Regions from separate parts of the Mus musculus genome. Here region 2 is linked to region 1. The links are chromatin contacts, called in public HiChIP or PLAC-seq maps. All regions are on one chromosome and are shown on one strand. Each heading gives the region's core, a stretch centred on a gene start, on an enhancer-like site or on the middle of the called end of the contact. The rest is flanking DNA. Distances are from core to core; before and after follow the strand shown. Region 1 has its middle 40 kb from the start of Tmem38b. Region 2 overlaps Ctnnal1 (catenin (cadherin associated protein), alpha-like 1).

The links. HiChIP or PLAC-seq counts read pairs in DNA pulled down with a chosen protein or histone mark.
Region 2: an H3K27ac HiChIP or PLAC-seq map of embryonic stem cells shows a contact between it and region 1, with 8 times the contacts expected there. The contact joins two enhancer-like sites. A contact is called at or near these places in 4 of 39 promoter capture datasets (cranial neural crest, embryonic stem cells, hippocampal neurons and 1 more) and 1 of 115 datasets of contacts at active chromatin or transcription factors (embryonic stem cells).

The regions. Positions count from the first base shown.
Region 1 is chr4:53,862,708-53,869,259 of GRCm38.p6, reverse strand. No RefSeq gene overlaps it. Among named protein-coding and RNA genes, the nearest start is that of Tmem38b, 40 kb to the right of the region's middle. Within about 2 kb of position 4,404, at least 13 of the 459 cell types and tissues checked have an H3K27ac peak or open chromatin away from gene starts, as enhancers often do. A contact at or near this core is called in embryonic stem cells, where this site is marked.
Region 2 is chr4:56,857,640-56,864,108 of GRCm38.p6, reverse strand. The region is part of intron 1 of Ctnnal1 (catenin (cadherin associated protein), alpha-like 1); the gene reads left to right. Among named protein-coding and RNA genes, the nearest start is that of Ctnnal1, 4.3 kb to the left of the region's middle. Within about 2 kb of position 4,953, at least 16 of the 459 cell types and tissues checked have an H3K27ac peak or open chromatin away from gene starts, as enhancers often do. A contact at or near this core is called in embryonic stem cells, where this site is marked.

The DNA.
Region 1 (6,552 bases), core at 3,155-5,654:
GCATTCAGACTAAGGTGAAGCAGCAGTAACTCACAACTTAGACTCAAATCTTCACTAGAGGCTCTGATCTAATATGCTTCAGTGAGTCAAGAAAAAAATATAGGAAGTGCATAAAAAAAATAAATGAGCTTTACTTGTGAACAACATACTTATAAATCAGGACATTCTAAGACTACACTAATGCCCTTCATCATACAGTACGATACGAAGTAACTCAGAGTGTGTCAAATGCTTAAATATAGGAGCTAGAACGTGGAAGCTATTCTTTAGAAGGAGGCATAAGTAAAGACTCTCATAATTTTGGATTTAGGAAAGTTGTCCAATAAAATACCCCAAAATATACACAATCTAAGAAAAAATAAATTGATCCTCATCACAGTTTTAAAATCTTTGCTCTACAGGTGTAATAAAGAGAAGGGGGGGTGGTGACAGGAGGGACTTTTACATGAGGAGAGGACTGAGAGGGCAAGACAGGAGAGGCTAGGAGGGCATTAACAATGCTAAAGATGTTTGAAACTCATACACATGCATATGAGTTTATTTGGGTTGTCCTACAAGGGATTATGCTCATCCCAGAAGAAATACATTGACCATAAAAACACCCAGAGCCAGCATCTGATACCTCTCCACCTAGTTGTTGGTCAGAGTGCCAGAGACCCCAAAAAAAAAATTAAAAAAAAAAAACAAAAACAATACATGCTATGGCTATGGCTCTTGGTTGCCCACACGAATTTGATGGTAAGACACTATTGCTGAAGCCGAGAACTCAAGTTGGTAGATGGTGGTGACCAGGAAGCTTCCTTCCTGCTGGCTAGCTTTCATACTACTGGAAGGTTCTAGGTAAGATGCTGGAGCAAACGGTCCTCATCTGGTTTACCCAGCTCTGAGTCCTGTGAAAGACAATAATAACCAGTGTGGCTGTGGCAAGACATACCCACGGGTGCAGTTAGGACTTAACACAAATGTTATGGAGCAAACCAACCACATAATGATTCAGCAGCCATATAAAAGGCTACTGGCTGCTCTTCCAAAGGACCCAGGTTTGATTCACCCAGCACCCTCTTGGTGGATCACAACCAGCTGTAAATCGTGTTCCAGGGCATCCAGTGCTCTCTTCGGGATTCCATGGGCACATGCAGGCAATAAAATCCATAACTCTAAAAAAATACATTCTCTGTGATGTTTAATTTTTCCTATTGTGTACGTGTATATAATTGAATTTTGGCCATTTTCACACACACACACACACACACACACACACACACACACACAGAGATGATACCATCTGTCATCCACCTCCCTCTCCCACTAAATCCTCTTTTTCCCAAATATTTCTGTGTTTTTACAAGTTTTTCTTTCAGGATTTGGTTGTTTTGTTTTGTGTATGCTTTGATTCTATGACCCATTGAGTTGAATTAACTCACGTGCACGAGCTTGAGTAGCAAGTGTTTACTAGAACACCGGTAGCTATCAACAGCTTTACCACTAAAGAGAGCCTTGCCTCCTCCATCCTCAGGAAGGGCTGTGGCCTTAAAAGCCCCTCCCCTATCTGGGATGAAAGGCTGATGGTCCCAGTGTTGTCTAGGTCTTATGTGGGTATCTCTGTGATTATTTAACCAGACAAATACTTTTGAACTGTGCACTAGTCAGAATGTTAGATACCCATTACAAATTCATAATGCAGATGTGATAAAGGTTCCTTTGAAGATATGATACCCTTTCTAGAAGAGAATGCTTGCCTTGATTTTCTCTCATTCTTGCCTGAATTGATCTCCTTTCGCTTCCAGGAACAGGGTGGTGTTCTTTGAGGGGTGTGCCCTGACAATTCTGTAGGTGATTTTGTGTCTATTCTTAGTGATCTGTCAGTTGCATTTTGAGATAGTCAGGCTGCTGTGAATTTGTTCTTCCCTTTTCTGAGAAGGCTCTCAAGTTTGTTCGTGTTCCCTAAAAGTAAGAAATCTGGGAGTAAAAAGTAGTATTTCAGAAAGGTAGAGGGTGTGACTAGAAACCCTGAGGTAGGAATGATGAGTATGGCCAGTACAAGGAGAGGAGGCTGAGGTGAGCAGGGTTGCAGACCAAATACTCTATTAGAGTGAAACTAAATACTCTATTAGCAAACAAAATTGACAGTGGTTTCATGGCCTTACAAATTATCTCCTGTTGCTGGAGTCACGGAGGATGAAGATGAGCTAATGCGGATTCTGGGTGTGTACCCTGGAGGCTGCTGTTAAGTGAAGCAGCCAGTTGCTGAGAAGTGCAGGGAAATCAAGGCCCCTCCATCGCCCCTGACTCAGTGAGTGAGAAAACACCCTGGCACTCTAGCAGCAACTGAAGTACAGGAGGAGGCCTTTAACACCTCTACTGGTACCAGATCCAGTACTTACAGGTAACTGCCAGCTGAGGGAACAGCTGTCCTCTTGGAGACTTCCTGGCATTGTCCTAGAAAACTCTGTGTTGTTCCTGCCTCTCATATCCTGTCCCAACATTTCTCAACTCCTTTATTCCACCAGCTATTTCTTCAAAACCTACTGGCACAAGCCAATGCCACCTTTACAGAGTAATCATTGCTTGTGAAATCATTCTAGCCTCCCATGGGTTTGGCTGGTTGGAACTTCTGAAGTTTTAATCAGAAGATTCTGGTGTTTATCCTTCACTGTGAGAAACATAAAAAACATCAGTCAGGTCAAGGAGACTGGACTAACCCTGAAGTTCCTGGACTATACAAACCATACAGATCAGAGGGAGGGAGAAGAGAGCTTTCTGTTTAATAGGTTTAATTACCACAAAATCCATGGCTATATATATTGAACAATTACAGGGAAGAATAATGTAGGCTCTTGAGACTCATATCCAACTGAGAAGGTGAAAGATCAGACATGGGACGTGAACCCAAGAGTAACACATGTGATTAAAATGATAGAATTATTGAATTCCCTTATCAGAATACCCTACTGAGGGCTTCTATTAGCAGACCATCCCCACAGCACCATTAGAATAATCATAATACATGAAATGGTATAACGAGGAACACTAACTTCTCAAGCTCCCACCCCTCTTGTGAAATTCAAGTATCTGTTGCCATAGATGTGCCCAGGACACATGTGTATATGACCTTACATACAAGATTTCAACTGTTGGTTAAATTAACCTTTCACTATAAAATCCTGTTTCTAAAACCTGTCCACCTTTTCAAAGTATGCTATAAATTACAAAGTTCACAGCCCAATTATGCATAACTCAAGGTCCTGAGATGCCAGACATCCCACTGGGACCTAAGGTCAAGCTGAGGGAGTCGCTCCAAGGTCACTATCTCATATTAATGAAAATTGAAGATGTGGACTCTCACTGGGTATACAAAAAGTATAGGCAAGCTTTTTAAGATTTCTTTAAAAACTGAGAACTTAGCCGGACATGGTAGCGTACGCCTTTAATCCCAGCACTTGGGAGGCAGAGGAAGGCGAATTTCTGAGTTCGAGGCCAGCCTGGTCTACAGAGTGAGTTCCAGGGCAGCCAGGAAGAGAGAAACCCTGTCTCAAAAAAAAAAAAAAAAAAAAAAAAAAACAACAAAAAACCAACCAACCAACCAACCAAACAAACAAACAAAAACCTGAGAACTTGAACTTGAAAAGTGAGAAACTAGGAAAAAGTGGGAGAAACCCCCACAAGTAGGTAGGAGAGACTTCTAAAAGAGGACCAAGCCATTGAGCTTGTCCTGTGATACAAGCCTACAGCACAAGCACGGGAAAGGTGGCCACTTACATAGGTCTGCAGAGCCATCAGGAAGGCATGAGTGACTTCCTGAGTAATAAAGCAGTTCCTCGCGTTGTGGTGAACTCGAACCATAAAATTATTTTGTTGCTACTTCATAATGGTAATTGTGCTACTGTTATGAACTATATGTAAATAGCTGATATGGAGGATATGTGATATGCAGCCCCCAGGGGGGTTGCCACTCCCGGGTGAACAGCTGTTCTAGAGACTGTTATTTGGGGTTCCTCAGACTGGCATGTGTCTTCTTAGCATGAATCAAAAAGGAGCAATAACAATAAAAAGAAAATGTGTAAAAATTAAATGTCTTTAAAAATTTGAAGTCTGGAGCTGGATGCACGTCTTTAATCCCAGCACTTGGGAGGCAGAAGCAGGAAGATCTCTGTGAGTTCGAGGCTAACTGGTCCACAAAAAGAGTTCCAGGACAGCCGGGACTACATATAGAAACCCCGCCTTGAGATACCACCCCCACAAAAAAAATTGTTCATGAAAATATATTAAAATATGTTAGTGCCATACGCATTCTGCCTCTCCACCGTGGGTGCCCAGGCGCCACGGCACATTGCTGAGTGACAGAAACCAGAATCCATGCCTCCCCTTAGATCGTCCACCCTCCAGGTGGAGAGCGGAGGCAGAGCCTGGGAGAAGCAGACACACTCTGACTCAGTGGCCAAGAATCCTGGAGGGGCTGGAGGGAAGAAAGCCTTCCTCAGGAGTCAGGTCCAGCTCTTTAGTCAAGGAACTTCCCCGGAGAGATCCATTAAGGGGGCAGTTCCCTGAGACGGTCCTTACTTGTTCAGACTGATTTATTTGATGGTGGATGTACACGGATACATTTTTGTAGTCTCCCCTCCCCCAGCCTGAAACCTGCTTGCTCAGGGGTGGAGCTTCCCGCTCAATCGTTCTGCCACGCCCACTGAGCCATACACGTGGTCACCCTGCAACTGGACTCCAAGATTATTTGGCGGGAATCCGGTCCCTCCCCATTCTTCATAAATGAGTGTCGGAAATAAAAAGTTGAGCTTTGATCAGAATGCCTGTTTTAGCTGCATCATTTTCTTGCCCACCTAGCCCTTCTTCTCTTCCAGGTTTCCAAAATGCCTTTCCAGCCTAGAACCCAAACATGTAGTCGGCTGGCCAGACACAACACACTTTATTCAGGGTGAACCAGGGATTAATACCCAGTAAGGGAAGCTCATTGGCTGAAGGCGTGGAGCTATCCCAGTCCGCAGTGGGGTGTCATGGTTCCGGAGAAGGTGCACAGACAGGCAGGAAGCGGCTCCACTCCTACCGGTCTCAGATTCCCGGGGTCTGAGCTCACTCAACCTGTCCAGTTCTCACGTCTATCTGGTAACATGGTTCCACATGGGCGCAGATAATTCAGAGGAAGGCAGTCAGATGGTCAACAGACACTAAGTGTTCAGAATCATTAGCCGGAGTAACGAAAGCCTCAGGCCCCAAAAAGCATCCCCTAGAAATGGGCAAAATTAAAACGTTGACAATACTGAGACTCTGGCTAAGGACACAGATCAACTAGAACATTCAAGACACTGTCCTGGAGCATTAAATGGTACAATCACTTTGGGAGGAAGAAAACACACAAGTTGCTTTGTTTTTATAAAATCAAGCATGATCCACCATATCTTCTACCATTTGTCAAAAAGAACATAATTAACAAAAGCTGCACAAAAGTGTTCATAATTGTTTATTTGAAACACCCCAAGTTAGAAACAGCCTGATGTTCATCAGCAGGGTGACTGAATGGTGGAACTTAAGTAGACTATGAGCTTTGGATAAACACAAGTTACAAGCGTCTAAAAATACGTTAAGTTTCTAAGATAGCTACATGAGCTAAGATTCCTTTTATATTATGTCCCTTGGGAGAAGGAATTGACTGGATATTAATTCCCTGGAGTCCTTGTAATATTCACGTTCTGGTCAGGAGTTCACAGCCATTGGTGTTTGTTTAAACTCAATTTCTGAGGTGAGGGTAGAGTGGTAGGTATAGTGTTTGCAGTGAGAACCCATGTTCAGATCCCCATCACCTATGGAGAGAGCTATGATACCAGTCCAGGGATCGCAGGGCTTGCTGCTTAGTGTAGTCGGCCTGGTGAGCTCCAGGTTAACTGAGACCTCATCTCAAAAAGAGGATTAGGGAATCGAGACAGCTCAGGGGGTAAAGGAACTTACTGCCAAGCCTGAACCCAAGTTCACTCCTGGTCACCCACCTGGTGAAAAAGAATAGACTCCTGGGGGTGGGGGTGCTGGAGAGATGGCTCAGAGGTTATGAGCACTGACTGCTCTTCTGAAGGTCCTGAGTTCAAATCCCAGCAACCACATGGTGGCTCACAACCATCTGTAAAGAGATCGGATGCCCTCTTCTGGTGTGTCTGAAGACAGCTACAGTGAACTTAGATATAATAATAAATAAATATTTAAAAAAAAAAAGAATAGACTCCTGGAAGTTGTCCTCTGTCCTCCATACACACGCCATGGCACACCCATGCCCACACATGCACACCCCCAACCGTGACCTCTACCCTCCATCTGCACACCTGCACAGACACAGGGAGGAATCCTGAGGTGCACAGGCACTTACCAACTTTACTTCATGTAAAAGATGGACAGTAAGAATAAGTTGTGTTAGCTAAGCAGTCCCAGCACACCGTAAACCAGGACGGGGAAGCCTGGAGTTCCAAACAGTCTGTACTACATTCAAAGTTCCAGGCCCTGTGCACACCGACAGTCTCTGAATTCAGTCCTGTTAGGTCAGGAAGACATGTA
Region 2 (6,469 bases), core at 3,704-6,203, 3.0 Mb before region 1:
AGGTAGAAAGAATCTTAAATTATCTTATCCGACTCCAAATTAAAAGATGATTTCTTACAACAACCTCAACTCCTGTCCACCAATGCCTTACATAAACACGTTTAATGAAAGGGAGGTTGTCACTATTCCATAGACTTTTAAATACTGTCTGTTCCAGCCTGGTCGCAAAAATATTTGAAAATTGTAGTTTTATATGCTTCTGAAATTCTTCTAATGCTAATGAAGTAAATATCCCCATTTTCCTCCCTGCATCCTGTGATTAATGGAGCAATGGTGACTATACCTGGCACTCTGTGGCTTTCTGTCTTCCTGAGTAATGCATGCATGCATGGAAGAGCCGCCATTTCCTTTCTAGCACTTACATCTCCTTCCACCCTGGAGACTTCCCCGAACTCCCCATCACCAGAACAACCACACCCCATAAGTGGCGAGGAATGGAGAGAGATGAGAGTGATGGGCTAGAGGCGGATTAGGCTTTACCCATCTCCTTAGTACTAGAAGTTTGCCAGTGCTAACTCATTTAATTCTTGCCACCCCTGAGGTGAGGTGTGGGGTTGTTTCTCTCAGAAGGCAGATGAAGAAGTGGACCGTTAGTTAGATCAGCTAACCTGATGTTAGGAATTTCAACTCTTAAATGCCCAAGAGGGGTTTGAATCCAGGTAGCTTGCCTCCAGTAGTCTGTCTGCTTTTTAGCCACCCCCATGTCCCTTCTAGAGATAAGAGGAGGTGATGTGAGCAGGGCAGAGTAGTTACAAAAAAAAAGTTCCAGTGTAGAAAAACTATCCAGAGAGCTGCAGTCTGAAAAAACAGTAACTTTGTATAGTATCATTGCTAAAACGTTACCAGTACTATGGAGCTGTGTTTTTACCAGTACTATGGAGCTGTGTTTTTTATTCTAAAGCAAGAGAGCAGAAGAGGAAAAGTGTAATTTGCTGCTAAAAATTAACTGGAGGGGAAAAATGCCCTTCCCCGTTTGGTACGTGATGCCTTATTCAGCATCACGGTTGAGGTTCTGTGTCCCACAGTTGTGGCGGTGCCACAGTTCCATGACCGATGTGCATAACGACAGACCATCCTCACAGTATCAAGAGATGCATAAAGCATGGTTAGGGTGCTTGACTGACAAAGTATGGAAGTACATAAAGACAATTTAGACTGATTTCAAAGTTTCACTGAGTTTAAGATATTAAAACTGGAGCTGGGGACATAGCTCAGTTTTTATACATGTGACCCCCAGCATCACATAAGCTATGGCAGTTCATGTAAACTCTGCACTCAGGAAGTGGAGTTTGGGGCCAGCCTGACTCACATGGATCTCTCTCTTCCTCCTCCTCCTCCTCCTCCTCCTCCTCCTCCACGTCCTCCTCCTTGTCATCGTCGTCGTCATCGTCATCCTCCTCCTCCTCCTCCTCGTCCTCTCACCCTCTTATTCTCTTCTCTCCCCCTCTGAGTTTGGGGCTCGGGGTGGGGTGGGGACAGCCCTCTGGAAAACTCACATGCTCAAGAGTTTCTCTTCTATCCGGGCGTGGTGGCGCACGCCTTTAATCCCAGCACTCGGGAAGCAGAGACAGGTGAATCTCTGAGTTCGAGGTCAGCCTGGTCTACAAAGTGAGTTCCAGGACAGCCAGGGCTATACAGAGAAACCCTGTCTCGAAAAACAAAACAAAACAAAAAAAACAAACAAACAAAAAAAAGAGTTTCTCTTCTAAGGATACAGCACTGTTATTCTTATCCACTAATTTCCACATCTCCCTAAGGATATTTTAAGTACTTGAATTAAGAATTTATTATAGTTGCCGCTCTTTAAAGGGCATATATTTTAGCTGGTAGGTAGAGTGTGTACAGGATAGCAAGCACGTATAAAGTATCCGATGAGTTTATCAATAATGCATGCTCCTAGAGCTCAGATGTTGAATCAGGGAGGACACTGTGAAGGAGACAAGGTTTGGGGTAAACAAGTAAGATTAGCATCACCCAATGTGTGGTAGATAGCTGTTATTTTTGTGTTGATTCACTGCCGATTTTCCCAGTGAAAGTCTTGACTTTTAGGTCTTATTCTAGAAAAACAAGGCCTTGTCAGCATCAGAAAATCTGTAGAGTTTTCTGTCTTCACAGATTAGAAATGAAATACTTTCACTGCAATAGATACAGAAAGAACCTTCATTTTCATTCAGCTTCTAATTATAACAAATTATTTTGTAAACTACAAGTAGGAAATGCTGTCCTTTGCTGGGGATGCAGATCAGTGATAAGAGTGCTTGTCTAATGTATACACATAACACGCACGCGCGCACATACACACACAAACACACACACATTCTAAAAATATTGCTGGAACAACCCATGTTAGCTGATAAGGGAACATAACATATTGCTGGAAAAGCCTTTCTTAGCTGATAAGGATATCTACAGGAAACATTATAGCAACAATAAACTTTAAAGATACATTTATTTTTAAAAGGCAGAGACAAGAACTGGTACCTGCTATCACAGACCTGTTGAAATGATGCTGGAAATCCCAGGCCTTCTATGAGACAAGAATCAACAAAAGGTGCAGAGATACAAAAAGAAAAATCAGGAGCCCCGTTGTGTTAGAATTATCAATATAGAAATAGTACATTCATGGAATATACATTCTATGAATGGTTGCATTTGTCTACATTAATTTTTAAAAGACATTAAAATACCAGTTATAGTAAGATATTAAAACAAGAGGTTACTAGAAGGATTTGCATGAGTATATAGCAAAGAAAGCTATCAGATTATGGAGAAAGTCAAAGTAGACTGAGAGAAAAGTACTATGTTCATGTCTAGACCAATAGAAAACTCAAGACATAGCTTTTCCTATTGATTTGTAAATTTAGTGCAATTCCAATGAAACTTTCCATAGAGTTTGGGATAATATTTGGATAAAGTAATTCTAAAAATGTATATGAAAGACCAAAGAACCAAGAACAGTCAGAAGTAAAGCAAGATGTGTGAGCTTACTCTACCTACCTAAGTCCAGATGTAGTGCACTGGGAGTTGGGGGCAGGCAGATCAGTGAGACTTGGAGACCAGCCTGGTCTATGTAGCAAGTTCCAAGCCACAGAGGCTACACATTGAGAACCTGACTCAGAAAAGAAAAACTGAAGTTAGAGGATGGGATAATGGCACAGGGTTGTAATCCCAGCACACATGAGGCTGAGGCAGAAGAATTATTAAGTAACAGGCCATCCTGAGTGACATAATGGGACCCTGTCTAAGAAAAAGGCTGATACTATGACTATCCTAGCAATTCAACCCCTGTCTATATGTGCAGAGAAACCCCTGCAAATATTTGAGACATAGAATCCGAGTATGAATAACATTTTACTTGTGAAGTTCCCAAATGAAAAACTACCAAAATCTTTTAACAGGATGTTTAAATTAATTGTGGAATGTTTAGCCCCAAAGAGTCTATGTATGATTAAAATGACTGAGCCATAGCTGCAAGTCTGTTCTGTTGCTTCCCTTTGCTACTTTGTGGGTTCTTCTTTTTCCCACCCTTTATTTCCTAGGTTTCACTCCCTATCAATAGATAGGAGGGAAGGAAGGAAGGGGGTCCGGAAGAGAGAGAGATCTGAATCTCATTTCTTTCTTTGAGCATGACTACTAACAAACTACAACCAATTCCCCTGAACAACCACCAACTCTCGGGGTCCTAGCATTTATACACCCTCTGAAAAGTTCCCAGAATTCCAAACATCACACAACCGCAGAAACTATTCTGCAGCTGACAAAACCATGCCCCTGACAGAGCGTGAGACAAATCATAGTCAGCTGCTTTGGACAGTCTGAAGCAGCCCCGTATGCTCATACCCAGGATTAATATGAAAGCATATTATAATATTTCTTTTTTTAAAGATTTATTTATTTATTATATTTATATGAGTACACTGTAACTGTCTTCAGACACACCAGAAGAGGACATCGGATCCCAGTACAAATGGTTGGGAGCCACCATGTGGTTGCTGGGAATCAAACTTGGAACCTCTGGAAGAGCAGTCAGTGCTTTTTTTTGTTGTTGTTGGTTTTTGTTTTTTGAGACAGGCTTTCTCTGTCTATCTCTGGCTATCCTGGAACTCACTCTGTAGACCAGGCTGGCCTCAAACTCAGAAATCCACTTGCCTCTGCTACCCAAGTGCTGGGATTAAAGGCGTGCACCACCACTGTCCGGCCTCCCCCCCCCCCCCCAGGTCAAATATATGATATATGTGGCCTGTACAGGGATCGAACCCTTGACCTTGGTGTTGTTAGCATCACACTCTAACCAAGTGAGCTAACCAGTCATAATATTTCTTGGTTTTTTGTTTGTTTGTTTGTTTTTTGTTTTTTTGTTTTTTGTTTTTTAATGAGTACACTGTAGCTGTCTTTAGATCCACCAAAAGAGGGCATCAGATCCCATTACTGCAGATGTTTGTGAGTCACCATGGCTGGGAATTGAACTGAGGTCCTCTTAACCTCTGAGCCATTTCTCCAGCCTATTTCTATGTTTTTTGTAAAGAAAGTACAAGTCCAGAATTCTCACTACACTGTCCCTCTCTTTGCCTGTTGTGGACCAAACCCAAAATCATATGGGAACCAGGCAAGCACTATACCACTGCGCTACATCTCCAGCTCTTAGTGTTTTAAGACCCGGTATCTTCATAGCCTAGGCTGGACTCAAACTCACCACCCTCCTGCCTCCATCTCCCAGTGCTAGGAGTATAGGTGTGTACCCCCTGCAGTGGGGCCTGATGTTGCATACTTTTAAATCTAAACTTTCTAAAGAAGGCTCTACGCTAAGAACCCGGCTTGTTTTCTGTAGCACAGCACCCGCCTTTTAAAATACTCATTTCTTTTTCCTGTTACCCAGCCACTCCTATAGTGTCTTTATCCTGGGGAGGGAGGAAGGATGCCTCCCTCCACCCTGGTGTGGAATGTCATTCTGCCCTCAGGCTTTTCCTGTGTGTGCTTTCCTCCAGTCCTCCCCTCAGGACCCTTTTCACGGCTAGGATAACATCACTTCATTCATCCCATCTCTTTCTTTGCCTTGGGAGCATTTCAGAATCTTCATCTCAGTTCGGTTTGGGGGAGAAGGTAGTAAGTAGATGAGTGGCTTTCTCTTCTTGCTGGTTGGTGCAATGGATCCAAGCGTGCCTTTGACAGCAATGATAGGGGAACATTCATATGACAATATGAGGCAGTTAAAGGAGTGAACGTGCCTGTCTCTGCCCCCTTGAAAGAATGTGACCTTGCATGGTGTGTGCGGGTTCACGTTGTTCCCTAGGGCAAATCAGCCGACTTTACATTCTTAATTCTGAGAATTTACTGATGAGTTAAATCCGGGCAGGAATGTCTCCATCCCCGACTGGCTATTAGACTATTTAGGTCCTAGAGAGTTGGACTCTGTATTTTCTTTCCTCCCAGTTTCCTGTTTTATTTGCTTTCGTGCCTCTTCACAAAGTAGATCAGGAACACCCCTGTCAATGAAGTATTAATGTCAGTTCTAGAAATTCAGAATATCCCCCAGACACTAGAAAACAGAAGTGTGTAACTGACACTAATTTAAGCACAATAATTAATTCACCCATTTATTTCACACAATAGCCTGAGCATGTGATTGCCTCCTTCCTGCAGATGGGAGCTGTTACAGAGAGGCTGATAACTAGTTACATACTAGCTGATACCAGGACTACAAACCCAGGCAGAGCGGTTGGAGTCGTGGCCCTAACTGCTGGGCTATACTTGTTTGCCCTTCATGACACCTTATGTAGGTGGTCTCACACAAGCCCTCATTCTTTTCTTTCCCAGTCTAGTTTTTCACAACTCACCCCCCTCCCCAATACTTTCTTGCCTTCTGGCTCTTTCAGGCATTTTCTAGGACAGTGCTATAGACATGTCTGTCAGGGCAACTGCTAGTGGTCCCTCTGACTGTTCTTCCTCCTTTTCAAGGGTAATAGCTAACTTTTCTATTTGTCATATTAGGGCTTTGGGAGCTCTCTATGTTGCCCCCTCCATCCTTAGAGTAAGCCAAGGAGATAAGAGAGATGTGGTGATTAAAGGATTGGCAGCTCTTGGCTCTGTGACCTTGGGCATATTCTTAACTTCTACCAACTTTAGGCTTTTTATCTGTATAATGAAGACAGTAATAGGTAGATACCCAATGGAAGTTAGGGATGTAAGCATTAAATGAATTTATATATGCAAAACATACATACTAGTACTCGTATGCATAATAAATCTTAGTCTTATATTTTGTATAAGGAAATTAAAATGAAATCTCAATTTTATAAAAGTATGTTAAGCCGGGCAGTGGTGGTGCATGCCTTTAATCCCAGCACTCGGGAGGCAGAGGCAGGTGGATTTCTGAGTTCGAGGCCAGCCTACAGAGTGAGTTCCAGGACAGCCAGGGCTACACAGAGAAACCCTGTCTCGAAAACAAAACAAGGGGCTGGTGAGATGGCTC